Regions from separate parts of the Ovis aries genome. Here regions 1 and 3 are each linked to region 2. A link is a contact called in public Hi-C data. All regions are on one chromosome and are shown on one strand. Each heading gives the region's core, a stretch centred on a gene start, on an enhancer-like site or on the middle of the called end of the contact. The rest is flanking DNA. Distances are from core to core; before and after follow the strand shown. Region 1 has its middle 33 kb from the start of FRY. Region 2 holds the start of ZAR1L (zygote arrest 1 like). Region 3 overlaps FRY (FRY microtubule binding protein).

Evidence for each region. Hi-C and Micro-C count contacts between places; a contact is called where the count stands out from the background.
Region 1: a contact with region 2 is called in a Hi-C map of tail adipose tissue, with 2.2 times the contacts expected there. The contact joins the enhancer-like site here to the promoter of ZAR1L in region 2. A contact is called at or near these places in 3 of 16 Hi-C or Micro-C datasets (liver, skin fibroblasts and tail adipose tissue).
Region 3: a contact with region 2 is called in a Hi-C map of hypothalamus, with 3 times the contacts expected there. The contact joins the enhancer-like site here to the promoter of ZAR1L in region 2. A contact is called at or near these places in 2 of 16 Hi-C or Micro-C datasets (hypothalamus and skin fibroblasts).

What each region holds. Positions count from the first base shown.
Region 1 is chr10:29,391,514-29,395,204 of ARS-UI_Ramb_v3.0, forward strand. No RefSeq gene overlaps it. Among named protein-coding and RNA genes, the nearest start is that of FRY, 33 kb to the left of the region's middle. Within about 2 kb of position 2,203, at least 15 of the 54 cell types and tissues checked have an H3K27ac peak or open chromatin away from gene starts, as enhancers often do. A contact at or near this core is called in tail adipose tissue, where this site is marked.
Region 2 is chr10:28,967,482-28,971,415 of ARS-UI_Ramb_v3.0, forward strand. ZAR1L (zygote arrest 1 like) reads left to right here and starts at 2,100. Exons shown (of 8, transcript XR_009595259.1): 1 at 2,100-3,934. It overlaps BRCA2 (BRCA2 DNA repair associated), which reads right to left and starts at 2,078. Exons shown (of 27, transcript XM_042254798.2): 1 at 2,037-2,078; 2 at 1,090-1,191. The coding sequence starts at 1,156.
Region 3 is chr10:29,277,710-29,281,656 of ARS-UI_Ramb_v3.0, forward strand. All of the region lies in intron 2 of FRY (FRY microtubule binding protein), which reads right to left. Among named protein-coding and RNA genes, the nearest start is that of FRY, 81 kb to the right of the region's middle. Within about 2 kb of position 2,417, at least 23 of the 54 cell types and tissues checked have an H3K27ac peak or open chromatin away from gene starts, as enhancers often do. A contact at or near this core is called in hypothalamus, where this site is marked.

The DNA of each region.
Region 1 (3,691 bases), core at 953-3,452, 420 kb after region 2:
AACTAAGAAGAAATTACTAAAGAGTCTTTTAAATTCAGCTTAGGAAGAAAAGACCTGCTTTTGAGAAAACGTTGACGAGAATGATAAATAACGACAAACGTTTGACTCATATCATAAATCTATGTTGTGGAAACTCTAGCAAATGTGTTCCAGACAAGGCAGCACAATGTTTTAAAAGCTTTTAACAGGGGGAGGACATTGGGGGAGGGATGGAGTGGAGGATAGGATCAACAGATGTAAGCTATTATATATCGAAGGGATAAGCAACAAGGTCCTACTGAATAGCGATATCGAAGGGATAAACAACAAGGTCCTACTGAATAGCGCAGAGAATTATATATTCAATATCCCACAATAAGCCAGAATGGAAAAGGATATTTTTTAAAAACGTAAATATATATATACAAAATACATGTATATACAATGTGAATACATGTATATATACATGTGAAGCTCCAATACTTTGGCTACCTGAGGCGAAGAGCCAAATCATTGGAAAAGACCCTGATGCTGGGAAAGATTGACGGAAGGTAGAGAAGGGAGCGGCGAGGATGAGATGGTTGGATGGCACCACTGACTCAATGGACACGGGGCTGAGCAAACTCCGAGAGCGGGTGAAGGACAGGGAAGCTTGGTGTGCTGCAGTCCATGCGGTCACAGACAGTCGGACACGAGCAATAATTGTTGAGCGACTGAACGACAACAACAATCAAACCACTTTGCTGTAAACAGGAATTAACAACATTGTAAACCAACTGCACTTCAATAAAAATAGTATTTTGGTGGCAGAGCAAAGGGAAATGCAATCACATAACAGTGTCACTCTGGTGCCCTCTAGTGTTCCATCTGCAGCACGCTCTTTTTAAATTTCTTTTTTTTTTGAGTGCATTATTTGCTGTAGTAGTTTCCACAGCTACTTGCAAAGGAGCTCTTTGGGAAGCCACTGGAGGAAAACATCCCAACAGAGAAAGCCAAATACTGGTTCTTACAACCTGATGGTGCGCTAATTATGCTTGTACACATGGTTTACCGCTCTCTGGGGGGCTAGAGCCGGCACTGAGCTTATTCCGCCTCTTACAGGTGAGTGGAGTCATACACTAGGACTCCAGAAGGAAATCTTTGTAATCCTATTCAATGTCTGTTTCGTGGAAAATCTCCATGGGAAGTCACGGCGACGTGCTGAGAGCCGAAGGTTTGGTGGACACCTGCTGCACTAAACCTGCTTTATTAAAGAAGCTGGGTAAATGAGATGAGTCAAGATTCATGGCCCAAAGCAAAGTCAGCTTTTGTTGTTGTTGTTGTTGGGTCAGAAATGCAAATATGCTCATGAATACATACAGATTTAGAACTGACTTCAGACCTGGGAGTCAACCTAACCTGAAATACTAAACTAGTAACTGCTACTCAGTAAATGTTCTGAACCTAAGGACTGCTGTTTGCCGTTTAGTCGCTCAGTCATGTCTGAGTCTTTGCCACCCTATGGACTATAGATCGCCAGGCGCCCCTGTCCATGAGATTTCCCAGGCAAGAATATCAGAGTGGGCTGCCATTCCCTTCTCCAGGGGATCTTCTAGACCCAGGGACTGAACCTGCGTTCCCTGCATTGGCAGGTGGATTCTTTACCACTGAGCCACCAGGGAAGCCCAAAACTACAGGATGAAAGTATGTAAATTGTAACTAGATGCAAACAAAGAAATGAATACCCAAACAAATCTAATCCATTTCCTCTAATATAACAAATACAAATCTCTGAAGGAAACACACAGAACTTCTAATGAGGTGGCATTAAAGTAGCTGAATTTTATTTCATTTTTCCTTCCATAATATCCTTTCTTCTTTTTTTTTACTTTTGGTCATGATAAGAGATGACTTTTACATTAAAGGAAGAATTCCCTTCACTAAACAAATATTCTGAAAAGAAGAATGAGCTTGCTCAGGTCTTCCTGAAAATATGTGTAAAGGAAATTAGGGCAAGGGGAGGGGGCATTTTTGTTCTGTTTTCAAATTTTACCAGTTTGTAAAGATCAAACTTTTACTTATGATAACTTCACCTGTTGCCTTCTACCTCTCTCTTTATCATCTAATCTGAAATCCAAGGGCTAGAAGTTGCTGTTCTCATTTCTGCCCATGGCTGTCCCGTCGCCTTCATTGTCACAGCTGAGTAATTGACAATTTATGCAACCCAGTTCATCTGCTTAGCAACAGGAAGGGTGGGGCTCAAAACAGAGGCAAGCTACACCAGTAGCACTCTGCAACTGTGAAACAAGAAAGGAGGAATGGGGAACTGGCTAGAGGCCATATCCAACTATGTTCAATACTAAGTAAAATCATCTTCAATGTTTTCAATCCTAAATCCCCAAAGGATAAACCCTACAAGGAGTGTTCTATACTCTCCCCATACAAAACTCTGTGAGTATAGTCTTAAGAGTGAAGTGTGGTCAGAATGCCATAAATAGTGCTTTACTGGCAAATAAACAGAAAGCTCCTTACCCCTGGATCTCTAAATGGGTCAACAGTCTTGGCCTCAGAAGTCTCCTTAGGGAAAGGGTGTAGCTTAGCTGAGAGTTAGATAGACTTAGGTTCACACGGGCGCTTCAGCCCCACAGGTGAGAATCTCCACATGGTTAATTCTGACTGAGAATATCTCAGGGCCATGCCTGCTGTACTTTTTATTTCATTTGGTAACAGGAAAAAAAAAAAAAAAAGGAAGGAGGACTGGTGAGAGAACTATAGCCATCCACTGGAGCAGTTCTCAGTACTGCAGACTTTCTGGTTCTGCCAAAAGACCTGAAGATCATGGGCACAGTCTTATCAAATCAATGGGAATCTAGACAGCCTGGGTCATAAGGATCCTGTCTCCAGGTCACATTAACCTCTTGCATGCATCTAATCAGAAATTCACAATGCCAACATGCTTCTCCTTTATGGCAGCCTTAATCACAAATGCAGAAGAAAGGGAGTTCAATGAACTGAACTGGCCAAATAACAGGAAGTTTTATTTTTTTATTTTTTGATTAGTTCTTAGTAATTTAGCAAGATCAGCCAAGTCCTCACTATGAAATAAAGCAGACATCATCAATTTCCCCCTAAACAGATTTCTCTGTTGCTTGAATGCATGCACTCATTTGTTCCAAATATGTTTTTTGAGCATCTCCTACAGGCACTGTTCCAAGGACTGAGTTTACCATGGCAAAGAATACTTTCAAGGCCCTGCTCTCAGAGCCTACACTACAGGGGTGCATGCCTGCACGCAGACTGAAAAGTGAAAAATTAATAAACAGATAAGCAAGACAATATCAGACAGCAACGAATGCACAGGAGGGAAAGCAGAGGGGCAGGATGGGGGGTGACTACTTTAGAGGGATTGCTGTGGGAGGCATCTTCCAGCAGGTGCATTAGGCTGAGATCTGAAACTTAAGAAGGATCCAGCCACTCAGAGATGAGAGCCAAGAGCTCATAAAGCAGAGAATTTATGCAAAAGCTCAGTGGTGGGAACATACATGATGCGTTAGAGAACAAGAAGGAAACACGATACTGGGGTGTGAAAACAGGCAGAGTGACAGGAAGCAATCCTGGAGACCTAGGCAGGAGCCAGGCGAGGCAGCGGCTTTGTTATCCAGGACAGAGTCTGGATGTCATGGCAGGCGGAGGGGACACCACTGGGGAATTACAAGCAGGGGAAGGAGAGTGT
Region 2 (3,934 bases), core at 850-3,349:
CTTGAAATGTCCTGTTACTGCAGGGAAAACAACAGTTTGCTGCCAAAGATAAAATGTGAGTTTTCAAATGAGAATTAGAACTTTGTTCTCTGTCAGCTTGACATCTTCCCAACCTGAAAAGACTTTTCTGATGAGATCAGTGAAGTAACCAATGTGATTTTTTAATAATGTCTAATGGAATGTGTCAATATTTGGTATATTTGTGTAATTCAGAACATCAGTATTTTTCAAATAATCAAACCATGGATGATGTCACAACATGGGTAAAAGATTTATTCAGGAGCAAGAAAGACTAATTGAATTTAATGTAAAAAGAGTACAAAAAATTCATTACATGGTTTCAGATTCCACATTGCAACTTTTAAGAAACTCCCACTTAAGTTTGGTATAATACCAAAGAAAACTACCCACAATAAAGTGAAAACAGTTAAAAACACTCCTTTTTCTAACTACATTTTCTGTGTAAAGTATGGTTTTCTTCATATACTTCTATCAAACAACGTATTGTAAAGAATTAAATGCAATTCTTTGAAAATGAGCATGAAAATCCAGCTATCTTCTATTGAGCCAGATGGTAAAGAGAACTGCAAAATTTTAAAGTAATGTCACTCCTCACATTTTTCTTGGAAAAGTTATTTTTCATAAACATATTATTCATGTTAACATGCAATGAATTTATTTTTGTTATTAACTTAATGTTTTTAAAAGCTCTTAGTTTTAATTTCTAATATGGTAACCTAGATAAACAAATACTCTCAGTCCTCAATCATTTTACGAGTGTAAGGAGAACTGACAACTTCTGCTATTATGTTACTAATGCTTCTAACTTGCTAGAAAGTCTCTGCTTTAAAAACAGTGCCACTCATCAAGGGGCCAGTTTCCTCTTTATCCACCACAGGTTCTACACCGATCATTTGGTTAACTGTAAATGATTACTTTTCTGATTTATGACTTCATAAAGCACAGTTTATGGTGTAAACAAAAACGTTAAGCACTGGATTCTTTTCAACAAGCATGTATAATTACACATTTTTCTGAAAACATTTTTCTCTATGTAAAAGATCAATTCATATAAAAAACTGTTAATACCTGCTTTGTTGCATCGCGTCTTAAAAATGTCAAAAAAAGTTGGCCTCTCTTTGCATCCAATCGGCATTTTTATCTACACTATTCCTTCAAAGTTTGGTGAGTCTGCAAAAGAGAACACCAAAACACACTTCACACGTATGCAGTCCTTGCTAAGTGAGTCTGAGGTAAAACCGGAAGAGGTAAACCTGCCTGAAGCTACATTGTTTAAGACAAGAATCGAACTCACCGCGGGCAAGTAAGTATTCTGTATTTGTGCAGTCCAATAGAGCAGCCATTAGCCACATGACTCATCTCAACTGTGGCAAGTCTGCTCAAGAACAGAATTTTAAATTATTATTTAATCTTCATTAACTAGTCACGTGTGGCCAGTGGCTGCGCAGTTAGCAGAGGGCTATTAGATAAACACCGGGAAACAATTCCCAATCAGTAAATTTTCGTTAATACAGCAACTACCTGGGGACTAAGCGATGAGGCAGATACAATGTGCCACAGGCTATGAAACATTTTCCAAAACAGCAATATTCCGGTAAAGTAACTTCATCGTGATTCCAATGAAGGAAATTTCAGCCTGGGACATGTGGGCCGAGCGGCGCCCGAAGCTGGGCCAAGGAGTCCCCGGGAAGGGGCGGGACTGGAGCCTCCGGCCGAGGACCTGATCCCTTCCCCCTGTCGGTGCGGAACGGGAAAGGACCAGTGAGGGCAGGAGGCTCGGCTCCCACCCGAGCACCGGAGGCGCTCCCCGCTGCCTGAGACCGCGTAAGGCTGCCCATCTCCACTCTCCACCCCTGCCAACACTAACCGCCTTCAGAGGTGAAGCTGGTTTATGTTTTTGGCCAGAGGAGCTGAACAACGCACAGGTACTCAGATAAGAAACGGGATCGCTCAAGCTCCTTCGCGGACACCCACCGCCCCAGACAGCAAACTTCAGCAGCCGCACCTCCACCCACCGGGTTTCAGATTCTCGCGCCAAAAGCCCGCTCTCGGGATATGTCACGCGATGACGCCATGACGCAGCACGCAGCGTAAACGCCCACCGGAATCAGACTGTGGCCGCGCCGTCAGTGCTGCCGCTTGTGGCCAGGGATAAACCTCGCGTCAGTCCGGAGTCGCTAAAGAAAGAGCCGGGATGCTCGTTCTCTTCTTCCGAGCCTTCAGAGTACCAAGCCGCGCTGTTTGGAGGGACCACGCCCCATGTATACGCCCTGCCTTCCCCCTCCTCCGCTCCGTCTCTCGTTTGGATGGCCGCCCCCGCCCCCGACGCGGCCTGCGGTCTGTGAAGTCTTTGTTCTCTACTAAGAGGGCGTCGCCCAAAGTGGGCAGACGTTAGAAAACCCCACAGTGCTCAGTCGGTGCGGATGACTTCTTGCCCAACGGAGAGCTCCCTATAGAGTGGAAGGGGCTGAGATTTGAAGCCAGCGTACATTGGTTATAGACTGCGTGTTGCTGTTGGGCAGCAGAATTTCAAAAACCTCTGAGACTCTCCCGGCTTGAAAAGTTGTTAAGCCTATCTCAAGTCTCCTGTAGTTTTGGATAATACTTCCTCCTGCAGGCTTCCGTAGTATCCTTGACGTATCCTTGACGCTCCTAGGATACTAAGCACCTGTTTTGTGCCTGACTTGCTCTTGAAACTGCCCTGGAAGACAGCAGTCTCACTCACAGAGTATGGGCTATGGCTAGCACAAGGCTTAATTCAGGTGTTTACTGTAGGATCTCGAAAGCTTTCAACTGGATTCTGAAGGTGATAGTGGCTCATAGGCCTTGCTACTATCCAAAGGCTCCTGACCGACGAACAGTGAAAGCAACTTTGGATTCGAAAAAGGGTGCCATTTACTTGGTACCTGAGGTGTCATTTTAGTTTGATCATTATCCTTGGCTGTAGACACCTTTGCAATACACATAGATACAAAAGCTTATGATCATCTAGGTCTAAATAGCACAGATACCCAGGCCTGTGATCTTTAGCCAATAACAGCTACCTCTTAATGAGCATCTGTGAGTTATTCTTTATGCTTTATAAGTAATATCACCTTTAACCTTATGATCTTAAAAATTTTTGAGTATTGTCAGATGGGGAAACCGAATCATCCAGTTGATTTATAAGTAATATTACGTTTAACCTTATGATAATCTTATAAATTTTCTGGTATTGTCAAATGGGGAAACTGAATCATCCAGTTGAGTAAGTTGTCTAGTAAACAAGGCCCAGGTGGACAGAGGAGCCTGGCATGCTACTGTCCATGGGGTTGCAAAGAGTGGAACACTGCTGAAGCGATTTAGCATGCAGTGCGCAAGTTTCAGTTCAAGTCTTTTACTTAAGATACTTAACTATCCTGTGATTAAGTCTGCGTTTAACCTCTAAGAACAGTTTGCTGCTTTTCCCCTTTTGGGGAGAATTCTCACTAGAGTGGACTAATGAGAACGGTTGGCATGTTATACAACCCTCTGAAATCTATTTTTTCACTAAATACACTGTCCCGCCAACCCCCATAACTATGCTTCTTGCTGCTGCAGAACCAGGTTTTTTATATTTATGCATCCTGCCATAACACTGTCTTCTTTATGCTCACTCTAATAGTGCGGCAGCTCAAATTTTGCTGCTTGTATTCAATCTTTTTTATTTTTAAAACACAGTCTCTGAAATTGTAAGTCAGTATAGGAATAAATTGGAGCTTCCCTGGTAGCTCAAATGGTAAAGAATCTACCTGCAATGCAGGGGATCTGGGTTCGATCCATGGGTTGGGAAGAAGGGCACGGCAACCCACTCCAGTATTCTTGCCTGGAGAATCCCATGGACAGAGGGGCCTGGTGAGTTGCAGTTCATAGGATCACCAAGAGTTGGATGACT
Region 3 (3,947 bases), core at 1,167-3,666, 310 kb after region 2:
ACCCACCCCAAGGTGCATCTTCTCAGCCTTGGGGCCCTGAGCAGGCTGAGCTCCCTAAAGCTTCTATTTTTCACTTTGTCTTCCACACAGACAAATTCCTTTCTCTCTCTCTTTTCTTTTTTGGCCACTGAAAACATGTAAAACTGAGAGCTACAGTGTTGCACCAAGCTTAAAGAAGACTCAACCTAAGGTGTATTTCCTCTTCCTCTTTTAAAAGGACTGACAAACATTCTGACCTCCCCACAAAGGCACACTAGCGAAATTACCAAGTTCACTCTTGTGCAATAAAGAAATTAAGATTGAGGGCGAATGCTGTGTCTTATTCACCTCTGTAGCTCCACAGCCTGGCGTGTAGTAGGTCTGGAGTAAACATTTGCTGAATGAATGAAAGAATTCAAAACTGTGTCCCAGACACTCTCAAAGTAGAAATGAACAGTCATTCTGAACCATCTCCTGATGTGAGCTCAGGGTGGGGGAATGGAGAGAGTTTAGGAAGGGGGCAGAGAATATAAGCTTTGTCTAGAATAATCTGAAAATAGACAAGCGGAGAAAGGTTTTAAAAGAAATCCCACTGGCCTCAGGGTTGTCCCAACATAATTTTCCATCTAATGGGCAATGACAGAAATTGATAGAAGAAAATAATCTGGCCTTAACCTGCTCAAAATAATGATTCAGTATCACACACGGATTTCAAACTCGCAGTAAGTCTTTCCAGATATTGGAAAACTGCATGAAGAACCTTGTATGTCCAATTCTTGTCACTAATCAAAGTGGGGAATAGACAAAGGAAGATTCATCCTTATGTGTGAAGTATTAACACAAATAATGAATCCAAGATAAATGAATTATGATTGTAACAAAGGAATGTTGTTGGGGTGACAGTATTACTCCCAAATGGCTTCCTACTTGTAGAAAAACAGCTTCAGATAAGCCCCTTGGTGTATACAGTCGTGCAAAATGACCTGGAAAAGATGGTTTCTATGGATAGCATTTAGAGATGCATATCCCTGAACACCTTCCTGCCGAAGGTACTCTGTCTCTTTTTTCAAAGCAATTAAGTCACAGGTTCTCCTGCCCCGGTTTTGTTTACATACGAGCAATCTTGTCCACAGGTCATTTGTGTAGGAGATAATTAATCACCAGCTCTTGGACCTGCAGGTAGGTTAATCAGTATGCATGGAATACAACATAAAATTTTTCTTGGAAAAAAAAATTTTTTTTAATTTCAAACAATTCAGGACCTGTAATACCAGCCAGTCTTTTAATCCAAAGCAAGTACAAAGGCTGATCGGTGAAATAGAAAAGACTTTGTTTTTAAACTGTTCAGAAAATGCAAGGCATCACTGATCACCTGAAGGCCTCATTTTAATTTAATTCCAGATCCATGATGCCTTAGAGGTTGTCTTTTTGAAAGATCTTCCTGTTAAAAGCTTTAAGTAGGTCAGAACCCTAACTTCAGAAGCCATAACATTCTGATATCCTAATAAATAATTTTACGGTCAGCAACTCACTTGTTTATGTTTCAGAAAAGCACATTATTTGGACTATGACAAACATCGGGATTTTTTTTTAATTCAAGTATTAAGTACTATTATATTAATAGTATATACTATTATAATTCTGAACACCAACCACATGGACAAGGAAGAGACCAAATAAATCTGCAAGTGCCTCTATACTCAAAAAAGATGAGCCAGGTTTTGGACCATTAAGTACTTTTTATTTCTTTAGACAATACCCTAATAAAACAATTATGAAGTACTCTGAAGCCCTGCCACACCCCTTTGACACTTCACGAAATCATTTCGATAAAACCTGAGCACATTAAACACACACCAAGCAGGAAATGCAGCCTGGAATACCCAGTCCTGCCCTCACCAAGAGTCTGAAGGGCCATCTCACTTGAAAATTTAATCAAACCACATCTACCGTAATTCCACCACAGCCTCTGCACTTCAGGAAGGCTAGTTCAGTCTCTGACATTTTGATTTTCATAGCAGATGAAAGCAAAAAAAAATAAAAAAGAAAGAAAGAAAGAAAAAACTTCCTGGGCTCACAAGCCTATGCTTTTCAGTTGAGGCTTTTATTGCTCAGATCTTACGCAACACCCAGCAAACAAACAAACAAACAAAAAAAGCTTATTTTCTGTTACTCACTATTACTCCAGGATTTCAGTAAATATTTGATACTGATCTCGAAGAAGCCGGAATCCTGCTGGCTGGCCATGTCGGCGGCATACAAAGAGCCTGCTCCCGGGGCTGGACCGTGAGCCGCGCGGAGCAGGTACCGGGCGTGGGAGGGATGCGCTGGTCACAGGTTCGTGATGTAAGCGGGGTCAGCGGCCGGGAGGCTGGCTCTGCGGGTCCACCTCCGGCGAGTCCTCATGAGAAGGACGCGGCGGAGCGGGAGAGGGATGCTCGGCCGCTCCTCCTCCCGGTCCAGGACTGGCTGCTTATTCGCTGGGTGCGGATCTCTAGCCCTGGGAGGCGTCTGCCAGTGCCAGCGACGCCGGCCGCCGGTCGCCCACACGCTCGGCCCGGCAGGTACGGGGCCAAGGAAGTCCCACCTGCACGGGGTGAGCGTGGGGGGGGGGGTGCCCCACAGCACCCAGCGCGCAGGGCTGGGGATGCACGAGGAGGGATGGGCCAGGAGGGATGCGCAGGGAGGGTCCCCCCTCCTCCGCCCCCGCCCCCACAGTCCGGGCCCCCGACTCAGCCGTGGGGAGAACCTCCCAGCTCCTGCGGATCTTCGCCGGTCAGCCCTGCTCCGGGTGAGCTGCTCCCCGCCCCCCGCCCCCCGGGGGGTGCACCGGCCGCGCTCCCCCACCCGCGTCCGTCCCCGGAATCCACACAACTACGGCGGCCCAGTGGCACCCCTGAATCTGGTGGTGGATCTGAAAAGCGTCCTCCGTCCGCCCCTCGGCAAGTGAAGAGCTTGATAACAACAGGATGTCGGCCGGGGCTTTTCCCTCCCCTCCTTTCTGTGCTGCTCCCTCCCAGAAATGCTGACATTTTTGAGGGGTACCCACCCCCCTACCAACGTGTGCATCCGAAGGGGACAGTACCAGCTACGTAAGCTCGTGTACAGAACGCCAGGCTCCACAATGCATCCGGCAAGCCTGTGTATTCTAAAAATCCCCAAGCCCAATAAAGCATATTTTTTATTTGTATTAAAAAGATAAGCAAACGCGCTGTATTCCTGGCTGCACAATGGCTTTTTTCCTCCGTGAAATCTTGGTATCAGGTGTCCTGACTTCATTTAGCTTGGTTTCATGTTGTTATTTAGCTTGGCTAGGGGATTGGAGTCAATACTTTAATCTTGATAGGCGACGTTTGAGCAGGTGGGATTTGCCTAAACAATCTTATAAACCACGAATCCTACCCCCATCCCCAGTTCATTTATGATCAACATTTTGCAATGGGATTGATAAACTATGCTAATAATTATGTCACAAAAAAAGCTGAGCGCCCCTCCCCCACTCAAAGTCAACCCGGATTAACTGTTCATTTGACAAATGGCAGGAGAGAGTATACTTTCTCTAAGACTGAGAATTTTAAAAATTTTAACAGGAAGAAGAACCTTTATGACTGTGTCCTGAAATGCCCCAAGACACTATCAATACAATGAGCTCTCTTTTCAAACTCCTTACACAAAAGACAAGCACCCCACCAAGAATTCCAACCATTCATCAGTACTATCTTCTCTTAAAGTGTCCTCAGACTTAGTTTTCACTTACATGTTTACCAGAGTTAATGAGCTAATTTCGTTTTATCACCTGTACTTTGAATATATAGATTCTAGGTGAAACAGGACCCAAAGGATTTACCTAATTGGTTGTTACATTTGAGAACAAAAACTACCATGCCCCCCTTTCTGGTGCCTCCCCCACTGTGGATGGCAATATGCACAGGAAAGCTTCAGGGTGTCTTGGAGTTAATAAGCACAAA